Regions from separate parts of the Mus musculus genome. Here all the other regions are linked to region 1. The links are chromatin contacts, called in public HiCAR-type and promoter capture Hi-C maps. All regions are on one chromosome and are shown on one strand. The core of a region is the stretch at or near the end of the contact, and the rest is flanking DNA. Distances in the headings are between cores, read along the strand shown.

Region 1 (2,789 bases), core at 75-2,574:
ACTTTGTCAAAGAATATATAAATGTAGAAGTAAAAAGCATTATCATAAATCTAAATAATAATATATAATAAAATCAGGAAAGAGTTCTCCTGCCTGGAAATGTCAGACTCTGAGATTTAAGTATAAATTATAAGATGTAGTCAAGAGGTGCATGGCACATGGCGCTGGGGTCACTGCATTCCAAGAAACCGTTGCAAGGAAAATCATTAGAAAAGGTGTAATTTTACTCTGGCCAGTAGGTTGCATCCAAAAACAAGTTGAGACCTTGCAGCTGGACGGCAGCAGTTTATTTGCTACCATGCATGGCGAACACCCATGAACTGGGGGTTGTAAGGTGAACAGTCTCTGCATTGGAAAGCCGCAATTAAAAGACCAATATTGCTTACACAAGGACTATCTAGAAAGCACATAGACGCTGTACTCTTGGCTTGAGGATTCTGAAGACCCCTGGGAACTCCACTTCACTGCAAACAAAGGACCCACCATGCATTAGGTCTTCCCCTGCAAAATGGGACAAGTCACTACCAGCAAACAAAGAACACCTCACCCCTTAGCCTCCCCCACTGACAAGGTCGGTGCAAAAGGAGGCAAACCAGAAGAGTCAAAAATGCACCAAGGCCTCCCTTTAGAGGAACGGTCCTGACCCGCACAGTGGGAGGAGGGGCAGACAAAGGTCTCGGGCACTCCGGAGACTTCCTCCGGGCCCAGCCTGGGGAAAACCGAGCATCCCCTGAGGCGAAGGCGTCGTCGAGCCAATGAAGCCGCCTCTCTCGGCCTCCGCTGAGCCCCTGGCAGTGAGGCCCGCCCCGGCGGACCGGTCTGGCCCCCGCCCCGCCCCGGCTCCATGGCAACGGCAGGCCGAGGCCTGGCTGCCCACGGCTCGGCCCGGCCGGCTTCCCGGGCAGGCCTAGGATGCCCGGCCTGCTCCTCGGGCTCGCCAGCTCCTCCTTCCCACTCTCTGCCAGGCCGCTAGCCGGACTCGGGACCCCTCCTCGCGCCGACCACCCCCGACCGTGTCAGGCTGCTTCAAGGGGCGCGAAAGGGTAGAATAAAAAGCCCAATTCACCTGTTGTTACAGATGTGAAACAAGCCTCGGTGCACGGCGCATGAGCCGCGGGCCCCCCCAACTACGGCCGGACTACAACTCCCACCAGCGACGGCGCGGTCTCTTCCGGGTCCCGAGGCGGAAGTCCCACCTGCGGCCCCGGCTCTGTTCGGCCTGGCTCTCTGTGCGGGCTGCCGCTGCCTTGGGGCTCGCGATGGGTTCGGCTGCCTAGGTTGTCTCTAGTGTTCCTCAGCCCACAGCGCGAGACAGTCAGTCTGCGCCTGCACCCGGGCACTGGCTGGAGGGAGCGCGGCTGTAGCCCCAGACACAGGCGGGACTTCCGGCGGAGCGGCCGGGGACGCGCGTGGCCTGTGCCGTGGGAGCCGGCGAGAGCCGGCGGGAGCTGGGGACGGGTGACCATCTCAGGCTCATCTCTCCATCCCCAGCCGCAGCTCTGTGTCCGTCGCGCCTTTTCTCTCCTGCGTCTCCCCTTGGTCTTCTGCACTTTTAGGGAGGTGAGCGATTTTGCCTCACAGAGACATAAACCAGGCAAAGGACAGGGTAGCGCTTGCTGCTGGCTTCGGGGGGTTGTGGTGAGGGACGACTGCGAGTCTAGGCCACATCGACACTCAGGAGCGAGGGGAGGGGGTTTGCCTGTTTGTCCTCTGAACAGAGTGAAGCATGGGTTCAATGAAATCCGCCGTCGATAAAGGAAACTCAGTGGCGTTGGGCAGTAGTTCACAGCTGGGAAGACAATATTTGAGGATGTGCCCTTTCGTGATATTTGGAGAACTAATACAATAGCTCGTAATTTAAAACAGACGAAGAAAATTCTATGTGCATGTGTGTGGTACCAAGTGACATGGCATCAGATCCTTGGAAGCTGGAGTTACAGGCTGTTGTCGGCCAGCTGTTATCTTAGGTTTTTTATTGCTGAGGTAAAAATACCACTTCTCACCTTATAGGTGACAACCTGCCACTGAGTAATGTCATATCAGGAATGGAAACAAAAGACATGGAGGAACCCTTGCTTACTGCCTCATGGCTGATACAACAGCCCCAGAATTTACTATCTCCCCAGGGGAGGCACCCTCCCAAAACCTCCACCCTGCCTAAAAGCCAGATTGGTGGGGGCAGTTTCTCAATTGTGGTTCTCTCTACCCAAATGACTATAGCTTGTGTCAAATCAACCAAAACACACACAACAACAAAACTACTAATCAGGCAAGTGTTCATAACCACTGAACCATATCTCCAGTCCGTTTTCCTATGCTATTTTTTGTGCAGCCATTTAAATGTATTGTTAGCTGTGTGCCACAGCACAGGTGACTTCAGCTGGTCCGAAGCTGGAGCAAGACAACTGGGAATTAGAAGCCAACCAGGATTGCATAGCAAGAAATGCTTCTAAACCTAGCATTCTGGAGACAGAGACATGCAGATCTCTGATCTGAAGAGTTCCAGGCCAGTCAGCGCAACATAGACCCTGTTTCAAATGAAGACGGAAAGAAAAGGAAGGAAGGAAAGTATACTAGTTGCTATTTTCCTGCTAGATTGCACAGAAGGCTAGGAGAAATGAAGGAGGTGAAACAAAGAATTGCTTCTTGAAAACAAAACATAGAAATCCCTGCAGTGCCCAACATGTTTGGTACATACTTGGAATCCCTATAGAAACAGGATCTTCAAGGCAAGCTTCATATAGACCAGTTTGAGTTATCCAAGACTGGATCTCGAACAGGCAAACAAA
Region 2 (2,789 bases), core at 186-2,685, 2.6 Mb before region 1:
CACACAGGCAGTTGTACTGAGATCAATAGCTAAAAGGGGATTTTATAATAAAGTCCCTTGTAATATAATTAATCACATTTAAAAATATGCATATATATGTGTGTATATATATATGTGTGTGTATATATATATATATATATATATAACAAAAATCTCAGGGTTGGGGAGATGACTCCATAGTTAATAATGCCTGATGCTCTTACAGAGAACCTGTACCCCAGCACCCACATCTGGTGGCTCAGAAATCCAGCTTCCGACATGCTGTGGCCTCTGTGGTGGCTTGCACACTTAACGGCATATACACACAAAGACACACATACATGTAAATAAAATAACTTTTTTGGGGGTGGGGGAGGGTCGAGACAGGGTTTCTCTGTATAGCCCTGGCTGTCCTAAAACTCACTTTGTAGACCAGGCTGGCCTCGAACTCAGAAATCCACCTGCCTCTTCCTCCCGAGTGCTGGGATTAAAGGTGTGTGCCACCACGCCCGGCTATAAAATAACTTTTAAATACATCTCAAACACCCTGTTGACAGCCACTATAGCATAAAGTTGAGCCTAGACCAACTTGGCACTTATAGAGAGACTTAAATATATTTTTTCTTTAATGTTCATTGGTGTTTTGCCTGCATGTGTGTCTGTGTAAGGGTGTCAGAAACCCTGGAACTGGAGTTACAGTTATGAGCTGCCATGTGGTTGCTGGGAATTGAACCCAGGTCCTCTAGAAGAGCAGTCAGTGCTCTTAACCGCTAATCCATCGCTCCAGCTCAAGGGAGATTTCTCTGTCCAGTGGAATCAAGTGGGAAAAGAGTCGCTGAAGTAGCACAGCCTTGACCCTTATTCCCCCTTAGGTGGAAAGTTCATGTACAATTACAAGTACAATTCGCTGGAACAAGGACAATGTGAACGAACACCCAATACAACAATGGCAAGTCGTTTACACAGTTGCCTTCTTTGATCGTTAAGATAGGAAGAGCCTGCCATCATCATCATTTTTAAGGCTCCTGAAATTGCAGCGGGGAACTTGGTCAATAACACAGTGACTACAAATGACTGAACAAGCCCATCTTAGGCTTCACTTGCCAGACGACAGTTTCTGGTTAGTTCACACACGTTGGTACAACTCATCAGAACCGTTCACATTCTTATGTACCTGCTTACAAAGACACTGCTGTACCTGTACAAATCCTAAATAGAGCCAATCTCCTCCAAAGAATTGAGCAAGTGTGTGTGGCCCAAGGCGGTGCTACCTCTTGAACCCGCCCACTTAACACCTCCCTTTACTGCATCAGGAATACTGATCTCAACTTCCATAACTCCTAAGAACTGGAGGAGTAAGCACTGAAAACTACAACTCCCAAGCTCCCTAGCCCGTACACTCTACGGGACCGGTCGGCGCACAGCTTCTGGGACTTGTGGTTCTATGAAGAAACCGGTCGGCTAGGTCCCAAGGACTCCGTATCCCAGCATGCCGAGAAGCCGGAAGGCAAGCGCTCAGAGGGCGTACTGCCGCGGCCGCCGGCGGGGGCGCGCAGGCGCGGCGCCCCTGTTTGTCGGCCCCGGAGAGGGGAGGAGGTACCGTCAAGCCAAAACCCTAGCCCAGCCGGAGCTAAACGGGCTTGACTTGGGCCGGAACGAGGCACCAGTTCCCCGCAGATCGCAGAGTCTCAGAGTGGATGGAGGAAGCCTAGCCTTGAGATTAACGCTAGCCTGGCCGCTGGGCCGACGGAACCCGCAGGCAGGCGAGCCCAAGCTACCCAGGGCCTAACGACAGGTCCCCGGCAAGAAGACTTTCTCCTCGCTTTGGAACTACAACCGGATCAAACCGGAACCAGAGCCTTCCCACGGAACAGAAGCCAGTGAAGTAGCCGGGCCCGGGCCTCCCGTCGGGGCCGAACTGGGACGAGGCCCCGGGGAGGCCCCTAGGCCACCTTCCACACATTCCCTTAAGCCAACGTCCGCCAGGAAGATGCAACGCGCCCTACCTGGTGCCCGCCAACATCTGGGGGCCATCCTGGCCAGCGCCAGCGTGGTGGTGAAGGCACTGTGCGCCGTGGTACTGTTTCTCTACCTGCTTTCCTTCGCTGTGGACACGGGCTGCCTGGCCGTCACCCCAGGCTACCTTTTCCCACCCAACTTCTGGATCTGGACCCTGGCCACCCACGGGCTCATGGAACAGCACGTGTGGGACGTGGCCATTAGCCTGGCCACAGTGGTTGTGGCCGGGCGATTACTGGAGCCCCTCTGGGGAGCCTTGGAGCTGCTCATCTTCTTCTCGGTGGTGAATGTGTCAGTGGGGCTTCTGGGGGCCCTCGCCTACCTCCTCACCTACATGGCTTCCTTCAACTTGGTTTACCTGTTCACTATTCGTATCCACGGCGCCCTGGGTTTCCTAGGTGGTGTTCTGGTAGCCCTCAAGCAAACTATGGGAGACTGTGTGGTTCTGCGAGTGCCCCAGGTCCGCGTCAGCGTCGTTCCCATGCTGTTGCTGGCGTTGCTGCTACTCCTCCGGTTGGCCACGCTGCTCCAGAGCCCAGCCCTGGCTTCCTACGGCTTTGGGCTGCTATCCAGTTGGGTGTATCTTCGCTTCTATCAGCGCCATAGCCGGGGCCGAGGGGACATGGCTGACCATTTTGCTTTTGCCACCTTCTTCCCGGAGATCCTGCAACCGGTGGTGGGGCTGCTAGCGAACTTGGTGCACGGCCTCCTGGTGAAAGTAAAGATATGCCAGAAGACAGTGAAGCGCTACGATGTGGGAGCGCCGTCGTCCATCACTATCAGCCTCCCAG
Region 3 (2,789 bases), core at 138-2,637, 2.6 Mb before region 1:
GCTGGTAAGATGCAAACCCTCCAAGGACGCTCAGCCCAATTTCAGGACTTCCTGTCTCTTGGCCCTCTGGCTAGGAACAGTTAGTTTCTCAATGGCCTTCCCTGGATCTCTTGCAGCTTCAGGCCTTCCTCACTGACACACTACTCGACCAGTTGCCCAATCTTGCCGATCTGAAGGGTTTCCTGGCCCACCTGTCCCTGGCTGAAACCCAGCCCCCTAAGAAGGACCTAGTGTTAGAACAGGTAAGGCCCTAGAACATGCTTGGGAGTGCTTGGGACGGTGGTCCACTTTTCCGGCTCCTTCCTCCCTGTCTCCATTACACTTTTTTAGATCCCAGAAATCTGGGATCGCCTGGAGAGAGAGAACAAAGGGAAATGGCAGGCTATCGCCAAGCACCAGCTTCAGCACGTATTCAGCCTCTCGGAGAAGGATCTTCGTCAACAAGCACAGAGGTAAAGTCCACTGAGTGGCTGAAGTCACGTGCATAGGACCAAGGAGGGAAGGTCACCTAGTGCTTCTGTGCACCTACCTGCCCGGTCCGTCCATTCAGCTCTTCTCGACTCCTCCCCCAGGTGGGCTGAAACCTACAGGCTGGATGTCCTAGAGGCAGTAGCTCCGGAGAGGCCCCGCTGCGGCTACTGCAACGCAGAGGCCTCCAAGCGCTGCTCCAGATGCCAGAATGTGTGGTATTGCTGCAGGTGAGGCGATCCTGGGACCTTAGTTGCCCCCCTAAGCTCCAACCCTGGGTTCTCCTACAAGCCCTGTCATTGTCATGCAACCCACCCCGCTGCAGGGAGTGTCAAGTCAAGCACTGGGAGAAGCACGGAAAGACATGTGTTCTAGCAGCCCAAGGTGACAGAGCCAAGTGAAGGCCGTAGCTGCCGAGGGCCGACAGAAGAGCGCACCCAGACTGTGACTGAGCTTCAGGGACTCGTGGCTCGCCCCTGTCAGACCTCAATTTCCCTGGTGAGCACAGCTGAGTCAAGTAGAGCTGCAAACCACCACACTCTTCACTTCCTGCCCCACCCAGCGAATACGCAGAGGACCAGGCCACAGCATCAGCAAACTGGCAGACAGGGTTGGGGGGTGTAAGCAAGGGCCGGATGTGGAGACCCTCTTCCTTTCGCACAATAAAGCAGACTCATGAAACGCAACAGTGTGGCGCTGTACAGTCATCCTTGGGGTCGGGGGAGAAGACTGGACGGAAAGATTGGGAAGGGGCTCTTTGAAAGGGCCCACCCCTGTGCCGTGCCCCGCCCACAAGTCCACACGGTCGGCTCGCCTAGGGTTCCAGCGCGTCCTCCTCGGCTCTTTCCCGCCGCCCTGCCTGGATCCTGGGGGCGGTGCCGAAGTCGCGGCCCGCCCTGCGGCCTCGCCCGCTCGGTACTCACTAGCTGCTAGTCCGCTACAGCACCGGCCTGACCGGGCCATGTCGGCGGAGCCAGAACTCATTGAACTACGCGAGCTGGCACCGTCCGGGCGCATCGGTCCAGGCCGTACCCGGCTGGAGCGTGCCAACGCTCTGCGCATCGCCCCGGGTACAACACGCAATCCGTCACAGCAGCACGTCCCGGGTCGTGGCCACCGTTTCCAGCCTGCAGGGCCCACCACGCACACGTGGTGCGACCTCTGTGGAGACTTCATCTGGGGCGTCGTGCGCAAGGGCCTACAGTGCGCGCGTGAGTAAGCGGCCCCACACAGCCAGCGACTACGGAAAGGGAGGCAGCACCATAGTTGCGGGTCAAGCGGCAGTGGAGGGCTGGTCAGTTGTGATGATCCTGCAGACCAGATCTCCTGGCCTTGCTCCATCAGGGAGAGTGCTTGAGAAAATGGTTTATCACTTGTCACGCTCTGTCCGTGCACAGTTGGGCAGAGTTAGTTGTCTGTGAATAAGAAGGTGCTTCAAGTTTGTCTTTAAAGTGCTTGTGCCCTTTCTTGAAAAGCCTTTGTGCCTGCTGAGCTCTGAGCCTACATTCCGAGGCCCGCCTCTTCCCAACGATTGGCTCACTGTGTTCCCCCTCTAGATTCCTGGGTGACGTCTCCCACATTAATAGGGGGCCAGAAAAAGTTAGAACCTTAGTTAGGCTCCTTGTTAGTAGGAATTCTATTGAAACTTCAGTCAAGGTTGTTTTGAGTCAAGGATGCAGAGGCTAAAACATGGAGTCCAGCCACACACACAATGAGTGGTCCTTCTGACCTAGGAATTACCAGCAAACAGAACCACGCAGGACAATATATACCTTCCAGTCTCCTCGCGCCTACTTCTCCTCTCAGACTTGTTGACTCCGTTGTTGAAAGTGGACCTTAGGCATCCTGGTTTTTCTGTTTTGGTTTGGTTTTTTGGTTGTTTTGTTGTGTTTTAAGACAGGGTTTCACTCTGCAGCCCTGGCTTGCCTAGAACTCTCTATGCAGACCAGGCTGTGACAAGCAACCCACCTGCCCCTGCCTCCCAAGTTCTGATGTATAGTTTTGAGTTGAGAATCGGTGCTTTGGGCCATATAGGAACTTAAAAATGGCACTGTAGGCCTGTGTGTGCCTCCAGATCATCTCATTCACTATACAAGTATGTCACAAACTCAGCTAGTGTAGCAGTTTGTGACAGAATGCCACATGAGAGCAAGAGCTGCGGCATCTCAGCATTCACAAGGAGAAAGAAAGCTGCTCTGGGGTTCTTGTCTAGGAAGCAAGACAGTTTGGGAGATAAGGAAGAAACCAAAGGCAAATGGAGGGTTTGCTTCAGATTGGGCTTACAGTGATAACTTGTTGAGATAGGAACCCTGGGGTGGAGT
Region 4 (2,789 bases), core at 124-2,623, 2.5 Mb before region 1:
TCTACATATTGAGCTCCAGGACAGCCAGGACTACACAGAGAGACACTGTTGGCGCATGCCTTTAATCCCAGCACTTGGGAGGCAGAGGCAGGCCAATTTCTGAGTTTGAGGCCAGCCTCGTCTACAGAGTGAGTTCCAGGACAGCCAGGGCTACACAGAGAAACCCTGTCTCAAAAACAAAAAAAACAAACAAAAAAAACCAAACAAACAAAAAACAAAACAAAACAACCAACCAACCAGGAGAGATGCATTTTGAAATCTAGGCTATCTAGCTCCAAAGATAGAACCTTGCACACCTACTGCATGCTGATGGTACCCTCAGAGGGCTGGGGAAACACAAGCATCACTCTATAGGATCCCTGAATCTGCTCAGAGTACTAGCATCACTCAACCCGGCAAACAAAGCTGTCTTATATTACTTAGCTGTTTAATTAGCTCCTAAAATAGGCAGGTCTCAGAACCCAGAAGGCACTGGAAAGGCTCTATACTTTCATCCAATTGTGTTGTCTGAAGACGACTGCTTTCCATGATCAGGAGGAAGTTCCACCTGATCAGGCCATTTCCACCAACCCACGAGGACTGGAGACCCTACAAGAGCGGAAACAAAGTGAAACTCTCATTTCTTTGAGCCTGGAGCTAGGAGAGGGGCAGGCGGAGCTGAACACAGGCAAGCTGCTAGAAGCCGGCTAGAGCCAAGAGGAGGCGGAGCCAACGAAAGGAAACTACGGGCCTAGTTGCCAGTCACCACCGGAAGGGAAGAAGCCAGGGACAGAATGGGCCTACAGGAGTTCTGTTGTGACGCTCAGAACCAGGGGCGGGGTGTCTAGGTAGGGACGTTCCGGGCGGGCACTGAGAACTTAGGAGGAGGTGCTCTGTCTCCTGCGAAGACTGCAGTGAGTCCTCCGTACTGCTGGGACCAGCGTAGGCAGACCGAGGAGTTGGAGCCAGAGACAGCGAGTTACCCGACCGAGCGCAGGCAGGACGTGGATCATCCCGGAATTCGGCTTTAACATGTCAGTATCACCCTCACTTCTCACATGCTGCCCGTTTATCCACCCTGCGCCTGTGGTCCCCAAAGTTACAGTGTCGCTCAAGTCTTCCCAGTGTTTCCCTTTCCCTTAGAGCTTAGTGCTTGTTAAGCCACACCCACCATAATCGAGCTTTCAAAACCCCCACTCCCAAAAGATCCATGGCCCATGGCCCACAAGGGGTAAGTGCAGACTCTCCCTGAAGACCCGAAGCTTCGCTCCACTTACAGTGGTGGGGTCCGCAATGAAGGGGTTAAACCTGTCTGGGGGGGGAACCCTGGCGCTCTGAGCTAGGGGCGGACCCTAAGGTTCCTCCTTCCTGGCCTTACTTAGAAGGTGTGGGAGCTGGGGAGGGAGTACTGTGTCTGCGGAGCCACCTGAGCCAGGTAAGAGGCTTAAAGCCTGGTGTTTGAGATTTGGGGGGAAGGGGGGAGAGGGCTGTCCTCAGGCTCAGGGAAATTTGGGAAAGGGAGTCAGGAGGCCCGTCCTACAGTAAATGAGTAAAGGAGTGGGACCCACTGTCCATCCACTGCAAGAAATCCCCCAACATAGACCCTCCTGCCAGCAGATCCTAGAATAAGGCAGGTAAACAATGGAGTTTCTAGCTGGAGCATTATGGTCTACACCTTTCATCCCAGCACTAGAGGCAAAGACAGGCAGATCTTTGTTGCCTACAAGTGAGTTCCAGGTCAGCCAGGTCAGTTACACATAGAAACCCTGTCTCAAAAAAACAAACAAACAAAAAAACCAAAAAAAAAAAAAAAAAAAAAACAGTGCAGTGGAGTTTCAGCAGGGAGGCCCAGGTCCCCAAAGTAGTGGCCGTTGGACACCTGTAGATTTAGGAAGGAAGCCATGGTCCTTATCAGGGTGACTATGAAACTCAGACCAGAGGCAAGCAGACTTGCAAAAGCCACATTCTATGTAATGGGCCAAGCTCCACGGCAGTACCATCAGAGCCCCATGTGTAGGGACAGAAGGACCCAAGGCCAAAGTGTCCTGAATTGGACGGATTGGAACGGAGGGCCACAGGTTCCGTGTCCCGAGGAGGGAAAGCAGTAAGGGGTTGGGGGGGTTGAGCCTGTTTGGGGTGGGTGTGAGTGTCCCAGGAGCCACTTTTGTGGCTCAGATAACTGAAAAAGCTCAGGGTTGGAGGAGAGCTGACCTGTCTGTATAGGGGGAGGAGGGGTGTGGGAGGTGGGGGTGACTCCTGGGAGAGGTCTTCTGAAAAACTCAGGTGGGGGCAAGCTAAAAGTATGATGGCTGGTTTGCACTGTCTGCCAAGGCCAGCAAGCTACAGTCATGGGCTACTAGGAGGCTGAGGCACTTAAGTCACTATTTTGAGGCAAACACAGGCTATACATACCCTGGAGAAGTGGGGGGGACGGGGAGAGGGAACCCAAGCAAAACAAAAAATGGTGAGCAAGTGGGCTAGGGTGGCAAGCCTGACATAGTGAGGTGTGACAAATGATAGGAGATTTGTAGCCAGAGCCCAGCCTTCAGCATTTCTTAGTACTGCCAGCTTCCCTCCAGTGTTGGGTCAGGACACTCAGCTAGTCTCCATGAGTTCTCCTCACAGGGGTTGGGATGGGTCTCCTCTAGACTGCAGGTGCTTTCAAGTGCATGTGGGACAAGGTGAAGCATACCATCCCCCAATCCCAGGATGCACACCCCTCCCCCTCCTCTCATCAGTCCTTCCCTGCCCCAACTGTATCTTCCTGACACAGCCTCGCATGGCTGTTATACCCAGGAGGTAATCCCTTA
Region 5 (2,789 bases), core at 169-2,668, 2.5 Mb before region 1:
CCTTACCAGCCCCTCATTCAGCTTGCCCACCACCCCCACATCACAGTATTCCTCTGGGGAACCAACAGGTCTACTCAGTATCCTAGGCCATATCCCTGGCGTTCCAGCCCCGAGTGTGAGAAGCCCAGCAGCCGTCAGCAGATCTCTCCAGGCCGGCACACAGGGGCAGCAATATGTCGGTTGGTTCACTACTTCCACTTCCCCCCCATCCCAGCAGCCACCATCTTCCTTGGCCTTGGAAGTGACAACAACCCTAACTCCTCCATGTTCCCTCCTATTGCCCAGACTCCCCTGGCCCTGGCCCAGACAAGCCTTGGATCCCAGGGAATGGAACTTCCCGCAAATGCTAGAGGCCTGGCCCCTGTTTCCCAGTGTGACTCTCAGAGTCAGACCAACCTCTTGCAAAGGGTCTGCCCAGCTCAGCCTAGGCCCACCCCAGCCCCTGGTGCCCCTCCTCCTATCAACAAGGCCCACCTGGGGCAGGAGGGCGCAGAAGCAAGGGAACGGCAGAGTGTGAGAAAAGCCTTAAAAGAGGGGCAGATGATTTGGGGGTTGATACCTGCAGAGAGAGGGAGGGAGAGAGACAGAGAGAGAGAGAGAGACACACACACACAGAGAGAAAGAGAGATCTGGTGACCTGGAACAGAGGCCCTGCGGGGAATCCTGCTACAGAGAACTTGAGAGTAGTCAGTTTCCCTCTTAAAGAGGTTCTTGAAGGGTCAGAGTGCAAAGAGGGAGAATACAGATCCCAGAGTAAGGAAAAGAGGGAGTGGGTCGAGGCTTGACCAGGGTCCCAAGGAATGCTCGTGCCAAGAGAAATAGAACAGGTGGGGCTTGAAGGTGGGAGCCGGCAGGGTGCTGAGGGTTTAAGAAAAGCCTGAGAAAGTGCGGAAATACACGGCAGGGTCTGAGTTCTCTTGAGACTGGATAACAAGGGGGGGGGGAGATAGTCATACAAGGTTTGGTGTGTGGGATCTGGGATGAGTTGAGGGTCTGAATGAAGTCTGGACTAGGATTATAAATCTAGACCAATCCAGAGTTTCGGATCTTAAAAGGGTGGCTCCTACTGGTTTCAAGCGCAGGTGTAGGGTGCAAGGCCAGGCTGAGCAGTTTCAGGTCCTTGTCTGGGGATTAGCGTAGAGAGTCAAGGGTCCCAGAACGGGGCGCTGCCTCACCTAACAGAAGCAACTTCACCTCCCGCGCCGCCTTCTCGCCGTCCTCCCGCAGGTTCTTGTCGATCATTTTAGAGCGCTCGGCTGCCGCCTTGTCCTCGGCGCTCACGGTGCAGCCCATCCTGCCGTCCGCCGGCCCGGCCTGGCCCCCACACGGCCCACGGCCCGGCTCGGCCCCGCCCGACCCACTCCGCTCCCACCGCCGGCCCTCTGCGGGAAGCTCTCAGGTCCGCAGTTCCGAGCGACTGCGGGAGGCGCCTTCCCGGCCGCCGCGCACCGACGGCGGGGCGGGCCAGGGGTGGGGCCCGGGCGAACCAAGCCCGCGACTGGGCCGGGGCGGGTCTGGAGGAGGGGCCGAAGGAAATTTAGGGATGGTGATTGGTTGGAGGGCGGAGCCAAGGGAGAAGTTAGGCTCAGTCCAGCCTTAGGCGCAAGCTGAGAGCGGGGCCGCAACGAGGGAAGACACCAAGGGTAGAGCTAACACAGGCTTAGGCCTCTGGGCGGGCTGCAGGAGGAGCTAGTCTCCGATTGGATGCTGAGAGCCTGAGGCTCTGTTTCTGGACTGTAGGACTAGTTGATCTAGTAGCCCAAGGGTCAGGACTACCTGCCCTCGCCACAGGCCAAATAGAAACCAGGACTCTGAGCATTTGTGAATTATGAGAGTAAGATGGAGGAGGTGTGTCTTCTTCACTTGCTAAAACTGAGCCTATAAACTTATTTGGAGATCTACTAAACTCTGCGGAGGGTCACATGATCTCTTTCTGGACCTCGATTTTCTTTAAAGCAGCGCCCCCTCCTCTTCTGTGTAGGTTGCACCACATTAAAAACAAAAAGAGTTCACTGCCGCCTTTACACCTTTGAGTGGACTATCTTCTGTCATCTAAACGTCGTCCTTTTGCCTGATAGGTTGGGAACCTTTCTCCTGCAGGCAGCAATCCGGGGCTTCAACCAGAGACCAATGAGACTGGACTCTAGGAGAGATAGACAAGAGAGAGTTGTCATTGGACTTAAGGAAACAAACGTTGCCATGATCCTATAATCTGTTCCTTCCATCCTCTGTCAGCTTCTAGAGGCTTCTTCAGTTCCATGTCTCTTCTGGGTAGTGGCTGTGATCCTGTGGCTGTGCAAAGGTGGAAGTGGAGCTATTTCCAATCTTTGTGATCTGCTTTTTAAGAGGGGCCTATGACCCACCAACTTTGATTGGACGATTGAAGTGTGCAAGGTGTTCTGAGTGGCCCCAGACTAAAGCCAGAGAAGGACACTGCCATTAAGAGTTGGTCACAGGGCTGGAGAGATGACTCAGCGGTTAAGAGTGCCGACTGCTCTTCTGGAGATCCTGAGTTCAAATCCCAGTACCCACATGGTGGCTCACAACCATCCTTAATGAGATCTGACACCTTCTTCTGGTGTGTCTGAAGACAGCTACAGTGTACTTACATGTAATAATAAATAAATGGGGGGCGGGAGGGATGGCTCAGCGGTTAAGAGCATTGACTGCTCTTCCGCAGGTCCCGAGTTCAAATCCCAGCAACCACATGGTGGCTCACAACCATCTATAATGAGATCTGAGACCCTCTTCTGGGGTGTCTGAAGACAGCTACAGTGTACTTACATATA
Region 6 (2,789 bases), core at 120-2,619, 2.3 Mb before region 1:
GTGGGAAAGAGAAAAATTGCAAATTTCAGAGATCACTTAATTCAAGAACCCTACAAACTGGGATAGAAACTGTGGCTAATACTTAACAATGACTAAAAAGAGGAAGGAAAAGGAGGCTGTCAACACTAAGTCATAATTGTGTTAAGAAGCAGGAAGATGAAGGTCACTTTAACATATTAAGATCATATATTCAATAAGAAACTCAAGAAGGGTGAAGGCTTTAGACACCTTGGACACTCCCACTACAATTACAAAGCAAAAAGCTCCTGATTTTCATAACCAAAGCAACGCTATTTATTGAGATGGACAATGATTAAAGCATTCATCCAACTGTCTTCGTTAATATAAAATTCAACACTAAAATTGTAACACGATCTCAAATTTTTCTGACAAAAACTTAGAAGCTGGAATGCTGATCTGATTGAAATTTACATATATAACACATCGCCTGATCTCAATTTATTTCAGTAAGACAAGACCAAACCTTGACTCGGCTTAATATCTGTGTATCAATAACACCTATGTCTTGGACCAGCCCTGATCGACAACAGGCCACCGAGTGACCCACAGCCTTTCCCCGGCCGATTGGCCGTAATAAAACATCACACAGCTATGATGCCTGTGATGTCCCAGAAACTATAGTTACTGCCATTTCTAGAATCTGGTCTTTTAAAGCAAGCACTTAACAAACATTCGTTGACTTAAAAAATAAGAGACATCTAGTGGGTCAAGTTCCGGGGTCGAACGGCTACGGCTGTCCCTTGTTTTCGCCCGAGATGCCCGCACCCACCTCCCAGGGAGGTTGCCCATGCCCACCTCCGCGGGGTATCGCAGCCGAGATGGCGGCGCAACTGAATCCGGCATTCAGTCCATCTTTCTTATCTTCCATCCATCCCTCCCCACACCCATTCCCAACCACCTTTCGCACAGCGAGATTCAGTTGGAGACTCAGGGCGATGATGGCTTAAGAGACTGCCAGGCGCTCCACAGCTCCGCACGACAGGGGATTCGGGACAACGTCCCAGCAAGAGACAAACAACTCCAAAGAGGCGGGTCGAGGACCGGGCTAGGGGGCAACCTATGAAAGCCAGCAGAGCCAGAGGCGAGGAGGGGCGCGGCCCTCAAGCGCTTGCTTAGTTTAGTCTCTTCAAAGACTCGGCTGAGCGGTCACCTCTGGCGGCTGACAGGCAGACTTAAGGGACAGCACCAATTGCAAAATCACTGGGGTGTAATGGACGGCAGCCGCACTCACCCCCACAGAGGGAACAAAGCAGGAGCAGTAGCGGCTCTGCGCCCCAGAACCTCCTACAAGGTTCGGCCGCTCCACAAAATGGCGTCTCCACCGACCGTCTTCTCCTACCCACAGTCCCTCGCGCGTCGACCTTCCCCCACCTCCCATCCTACCCGCCTCTCCAGAGGCGTCCAATCAGCGAGGGTGCCGGTCTGCGCGAGGGCTGCCGGGAAGTGTGGTCGCCCAGGCAGCCTGTCACTATACCCTGCGTTAATTTTTTTGCGTATTTCATCTGCTCCATGACAAAGCTGCCATTCAGCTTCTGAGAACCCGGATGTGAACTTTACCAGCGCTTGACACACTGTAAAACGTATAATCCAGTTCGTAGAGAAGGCATACTACGGATTACTTCCCTAGTCGTTTTACAAACATACAGAGCTAATAATTCGGTAAACTGGAAACTGAACTAGCTTGTTTTCAGAAGCCATGCCAGCACTAGAATATGAACTCCAGAACAATAGGGATATTTTGTTGTAAGACCCTGCCACAAGCAAACAAAACAACAATAAAACCAAGCCTGTGAGATAGCCTCATCAGGTAAGGCTTACTGCCAAGCCTAAAACCCTGAGTTCCATCCCTGCAATTCACAGGATGGAAAGAGAACCACGCATGAGAGTAGTCTTCTGATGTGGCAAACATGGATGTGTGTTCAAATACACCAACAATAAGTAAATGCAAAGCAGCCCAAATTCAAACCAAATCATCACCCAACTACACATTAAAAAAAAAAATCCAACAAAACAGACAAAACCCTAGAGGTTCCCCCCCCCCCTCTCTCTGCTTTTTGTGGAGATATTGTCATCCAGTTGCCATAACTTGTCCTCTGCATATGTAGTTATTAGGGAGCAGATTTCCCTCATTTTTTTTTTTAATTTTTCTTCCCTTCCCTCCCTTTTGTTTTCTTTAGAAAGGGTCTCTATAGTTCTGGTTAGCCTGGAATTCACAATGTAGACTGACCAAGATCCATCTCCTTAGTGTGGGACTGTTTCTGACCCTCCAGTTTTCACCTCCTTCTGGGATTACAAGTCTGATAAGAATAACGGTGTGCAGGAATTAGGGTGACTGAAACTGGCTAGAAATGCCTGATAACACAGCTGAAGGAACACATACTCAACATCTTTCTTTTGTATCTATGTATTCTCAGTATACAATTATGTAAATGTTAAGATATGCCCAATTATGGTTGAGTATATATAACACACTTAACCGCAGAAAATATACATTTGTCTGCAGATCATAGAAACCACTTATAGCAGGGTGTGGTGATCCATGCCTATAATCCCAGAGGTAATTGGATCTCTGAGTTCAAGGCCAGCCTGGTCTAAAAAGGTGAGTTCCAGGAAAGCCAGGGTGATATAAAGAACTCACTCACTGGTTGCTGGGATTAAAGGTGAGCCACCATGCTGCCAATTCAATTTTAAACTCAAAAGCTACTCCCCTATCCCTAGACAGATTCCATCCAGGGATGAATGGCATCCTCTCAATTGTGTCTGTCTGT
Region 7 (2,789 bases), core at 125-2,624, 2.2 Mb before region 1:
TAGATAATCCTATAGATTTTATAAGCAGATAAGCATTTATATAAGTGTACTACTAGTTAAGGAGCTAAATAAAATTCAGACTCAAAGTTTTTAGGGTCTCAATGCAGCTTAGGGCGCTTCAAACCTGACATCCTCCTGCCTCATCCTCCTAAACTTCAGGATTAAACTCCACTAAGCCTGGCAGTAGATTCAACCACTATGTTTCCTCAAGTTAGTATTTTAGTGCTAAGTTACTTTCCACATTGTCATTAGCTGTTGACACTTTCCCCTTTGATTCTCACAAGCTTAGTAATGTTAACTGTGACATATTTAGTCAACAGGAAGTTGAAAACTAACAATCCTAAGGCACAATCCAGAGTTCAGAAAATGACCTGGGTGATCAAGCGGATAAAAAAGAAAAAAAAAAAAACCTACTCCTTAACTTATATCCAATTAGTCTGAAATTAATAAGAATGCCTAGGGTGGGGGTGAGGGGGAGGAGAAAATATACAAACTACCTCAAGTATATGTGCTCTACAAATAAGGCCTTTTGTTTTTAATTAAGAAACGCAACCCCACACTTGAATTCATTAGCTCAACGTCAATTATAAAGTTAAAAGAAAAGCACATTATTAACAACGCCAAAAGGAATCTAAAGCACGAATATGTGGGAACATCACTCTCCTCCTACATTCGCCCAACCGGTACAGAACCCACCAGTCACCCTCGCCCACCTCCCGGTTCTACGGGCCCGTGGGCCAGGTTCTGAACTCTCGCACCTTCCTGGTTGGGTGTCTGGGTGGGCGGCCAAGGTTACTTGCAGGGCACAAGAGTTCCGTATCTAGTGATGTCTCTCAGGACAAGATCACAAACACAAGGGGAAAGAGAAAGAAATCTCTCCTGCAGCACCACAGAGCTGAGCGCCAGAACCGCTGCCACGCGCGGGTCCCTCGCCCCACAGCTGGCCGCTCCGCGCTGGGACCGGTAATTCTACAGCCGCCTCGGGCCCCGCCCCGGGCCCGCGACCGTTCCGGGGCGTTCCTGCCGCGAGCGGCGCCTCCCGCGACACACGACTGTTTTCGCAAGCGAGCGAGGCCGCGGCCGCCCCGTGTCTTCGAAGCCACGGCTGCTAGGCCGCGCGGGCCCGCGATTTCCAGAGCCGCCAGGCCCGCTGACCCCGTCCCAGAAGCTCGGGCACGCCCTCTCTCCTAGCCTGGGCCCTTACCAAAGCAGCGTAGCCGCCGCGGCCCGCTTCTCCTCCTCCTCAGAGGCCGCCACGGACCCAGCGTCCCGGAGACCGGAACTTCCTCCCGGTGGGCTCCGGCTTCCACAAAGGCGTCGCGCCACCGCCTTCAGCGCTGGGCCCGCCGGGAGATGAAGTACGGCCGCAAATCCCGCGGCCTCCTCTCCCGCCGTGCCCTGCGCGCAGCGGCTTTGACGGCTGGTGGAGCTGCTGCCCAATGGAAAGGCACGCTGTTAGCCACTGCCCAATTAGAAGGCACGCTTCTCCGCAGGGCCTGCCGGGAGTTATGGTTTGGCTTCAGTGCTGTCACTGCTTCTCTGGTGTTTTCCTCGCAAGTGTGCAAGGGGTCCGGGTGGCTTAGACAGCCTAGTGACACACCCTGCCAGGTGCTGGGGGACGGTCCTGCCTTGCCCCTTGGGAAAGAGAGAGATTGTCAGTTCGGGTGCAGAAAATGGGAGGAGATCTTTCCGGTCTTATTCCGTTACGGCAAAGGGCTGCTGGCTTTTCGGCTACATAAATAAGACCCCTTCTACCTAAGTCCAGAGAATAAATGCAAAAGTACTGCTTGAGTTGAAGTATTAGGACCCAAAGACTCGTCCTTTTTTACCTTCCGACAGACTTCTGGTCAAACACTCCAGGCGGAAATCATCCGTGTAAAAAGGTTCAGTAGCTCAACCCATTAAAAAAAAATAATAAAACTTGTTTCTACAGGTCCCGCTAGCTCTAGGCAATAAATGTAGACACGCGTGACTCGCCACAAAAACTGCACATCGTAATTCTAACGGAAAGAAAGCAAAGTAACTGTTGATACGCAACCTCTTCCAGAATCTTCCAGCTAATGATCTACCTGACTCCCAAGTTCTCAGGTAGATTGTCTATATTGTGAGGGGTTTGCTTATCCCAGCCACCTGGTGCCTTGTGTGTATGCCCTGGCGATATATGATATTGTAGCCTAATTCGATTCTTCAAGGTCAAAGAAAGACACTTGGAGAAACAGTTCATCAGTTAAAAACACTGGTTGCTCTCCAGAGGTTCAATTCCCAAAAACTACGTGGCGGTTCACAATCCTCTGTTCCTTCAGTTCAAAGAGATCCAATGCTCTTTTCTAGCCTCTGAGGGGACTGTACATATGTGACAAATAAAATATCAATAAATGCTGCTGCCATAAATGCCCACTGGAAAAAGCTGGGCATGGAGACAGGAAGTGATGGTGCAATACTTTAATCCCTCCACTCCAGAGGCAGAAACAGATGTACCTTTGAGTTCAAGGCAAGCCTGTTCTACAGAGTGAGTTCTAGTACAGTCTGGGCTACAAAAAGGAACCCCTGTGTGATGGTTTGCATATGCTCAGCTCAGGGAGTGGCACTATTAGAAGTTGTGACCCTGTTGGAGTAGGTGTGTCACTGTGGGTGTAGGCAATAAGATTCTTATCCTAGCTGCCTGGAAGTCAGTATTCTGCTAGCAGCTTTCAGGTAAAGATGTAGAACTCTCAGCTCCTCCTAAGTCATGTCTTCCTGGATGCCATGTTCCTGCCTTGAGGATAATGAACTGAACCTCTAAACCTGTA

Evidence for each region. Promoter capture Hi-C pulls out the DNA fragments that hold promoters and counts their contacts. HiCAR-type assays count read pairs that join an accessible place to other places. Capture Hi-C pulls out chosen DNA fragments and counts their contacts.
Region 2: a promoter capture Hi-C map of adipose tissue shows a contact between it and region 1, with 2.7 times the contacts expected there. The contact joins the promoter of Tmem115 here to the promoter of Dhx30 in region 1. A contact is called at or near these places in 2 of 39 promoter capture datasets (erythroid cells and pre-B cells), 1 of 115 datasets of contacts at active chromatin or transcription factors (large pre-B cells) and 1 of 9 other capture datasets (adipose tissue).
Region 3: a promoter capture Hi-C map of liver shows a contact between it and region 1, with 2.4 times the contacts expected there. The contact joins the promoter of Rassf1 here to the promoter of Dhx30 in region 1. A contact is called at or near these places in 3 of 39 promoter capture datasets (embryonic stem cells, erythroid cells and pre-B cells) and 1 of 9 other capture datasets (liver).
Region 4: a promoter capture Hi-C map of pre-B cells shows a contact between it and region 1, with 4 times the contacts expected there. The contact joins the promoter of Hyal3 here to the promoter of Dhx30 in region 1. A contact is called at or near these places in 3 of 39 promoter capture datasets (cranial neural crest, frontonasal cranial neural crest and pre-B cells).
Region 5: a contact with region 1 is called in a promoter capture Hi-C map of adipose tissue, with 2.6 times the contacts expected there. The contact joins the promoter of Gnai2 here to the promoter of Dhx30 in region 1. A contact is called at or near these places in 1 of 115 datasets of contacts at active chromatin or transcription factors (astrocytes) and 2 of 9 other capture datasets (adipose tissue and liver).
Region 6: a HiCAR-type map of astrocytes shows a contact between it and region 1, with 3 times the contacts expected there. The contact joins the promoter of Rbm5 here to the promoter of Dhx30 in region 1.
Region 7: a contact with region 1 is called in a promoter capture Hi-C map of pre-B cells, with 9 times the contacts expected there. The contact joins the promoter of Rbm6 here to the promoter of Dhx30 in region 1. A contact is called at or near these places in 2 of 39 promoter capture datasets (liver and pre-B cells), 2 of 115 datasets of contacts at active chromatin or transcription factors (astrocytes and embryonic stem cells) and 1 of 9 other capture datasets (pancreatic islet).

Annotation. Positions count from the first base shown.
Region 1 is chr9:110,116,292-110,119,080 of GRCm38.p6, forward strand. It overlaps Dhx30 (DEAH (Asp-Glu-Ala-His) box polypeptide 30), which reads right to left and starts at 1,325. Exons shown (of 23, transcript NM_001252682.1): 1 at 1,067-1,325. It also overlaps Gm10615.
Region 2 is chr9:107,532,510-107,535,298 of GRCm38.p6, forward strand. It overlaps Tmem115 (transmembrane protein 115), which reads left to right and starts at 1,436. Exons shown (of 2, transcript NM_019704.2): 1 at 1,436-2,789. The coding sequence starts at 1,970.
Region 3 is chr9:107,550,168-107,552,956 of GRCm38.p6, forward strand. It overlaps Rassf1 (Ras association (RalGDS/AF-6) domain family member 1), which reads left to right and starts at 1,388. Exons shown (of 6, transcript NM_001243748.1): 1 at 1,388-1,679. The coding sequence starts at 1,430. It overlaps Zmynd10 (zinc finger, MYND domain containing 10), which reads left to right. Exons shown (of 12, transcript NM_053253.4): 9 at 117-242; 10 at 331-452; 11 at 573-698; 12 at 794-1,154. The coding sequence ends at 869. It overlaps Gm34106 (predicted gene, 34106), which reads right to left and starts at 670. Exons shown (of 2, transcript NR_168657.1): 1 at 530-670.
Region 4 is chr9:107,579,923-107,582,711 of GRCm38.p6, forward strand. Hyal3 (hyaluronoglucosaminidase 3) reads left to right here and starts at 1,374. Exons shown (of 4, transcript NM_178020.3): 1 at 1,374-1,414. Hyal1 (hyaluronoglucosaminidase 1) reads left to right here. Exons shown (of 4, transcript NM_008317.6): 4 at 1-1,029. It overlaps Naa80 (N(alpha)-acetyltransferase 80, NatH catalytic subunit), which reads left to right and starts at 747. Exons shown (of 2, transcript NM_019750.4): 1 at 747-1,013.
Region 5 is chr9:107,633,925-107,636,713 of GRCm38.p6, forward strand. It overlaps Gnai2 (guanine nucleotide binding protein (G protein), alpha inhibiting 2), which reads right to left and starts at 1,419. Exons shown (of 9, transcript NM_008138.5): 1 at 1,176-1,419. The coding sequence starts at 1,293.
Region 6 is chr9:107,769,633-107,772,421 of GRCm38.p6, forward strand. It overlaps Rbm5 (RNA binding motif protein 5), which reads right to left and starts at 1,370. Exons shown (of 25, transcript NM_148930.3): 1 at 1,253-1,370.
Region 7 is chr9:107,871,445-107,874,233 of GRCm38.p6, forward strand. Rbm6 (RNA binding motif protein 6) reads right to left here and starts at 1,375. Exons shown (of 21, transcript NM_011251.3): 1 at 1,205-1,375.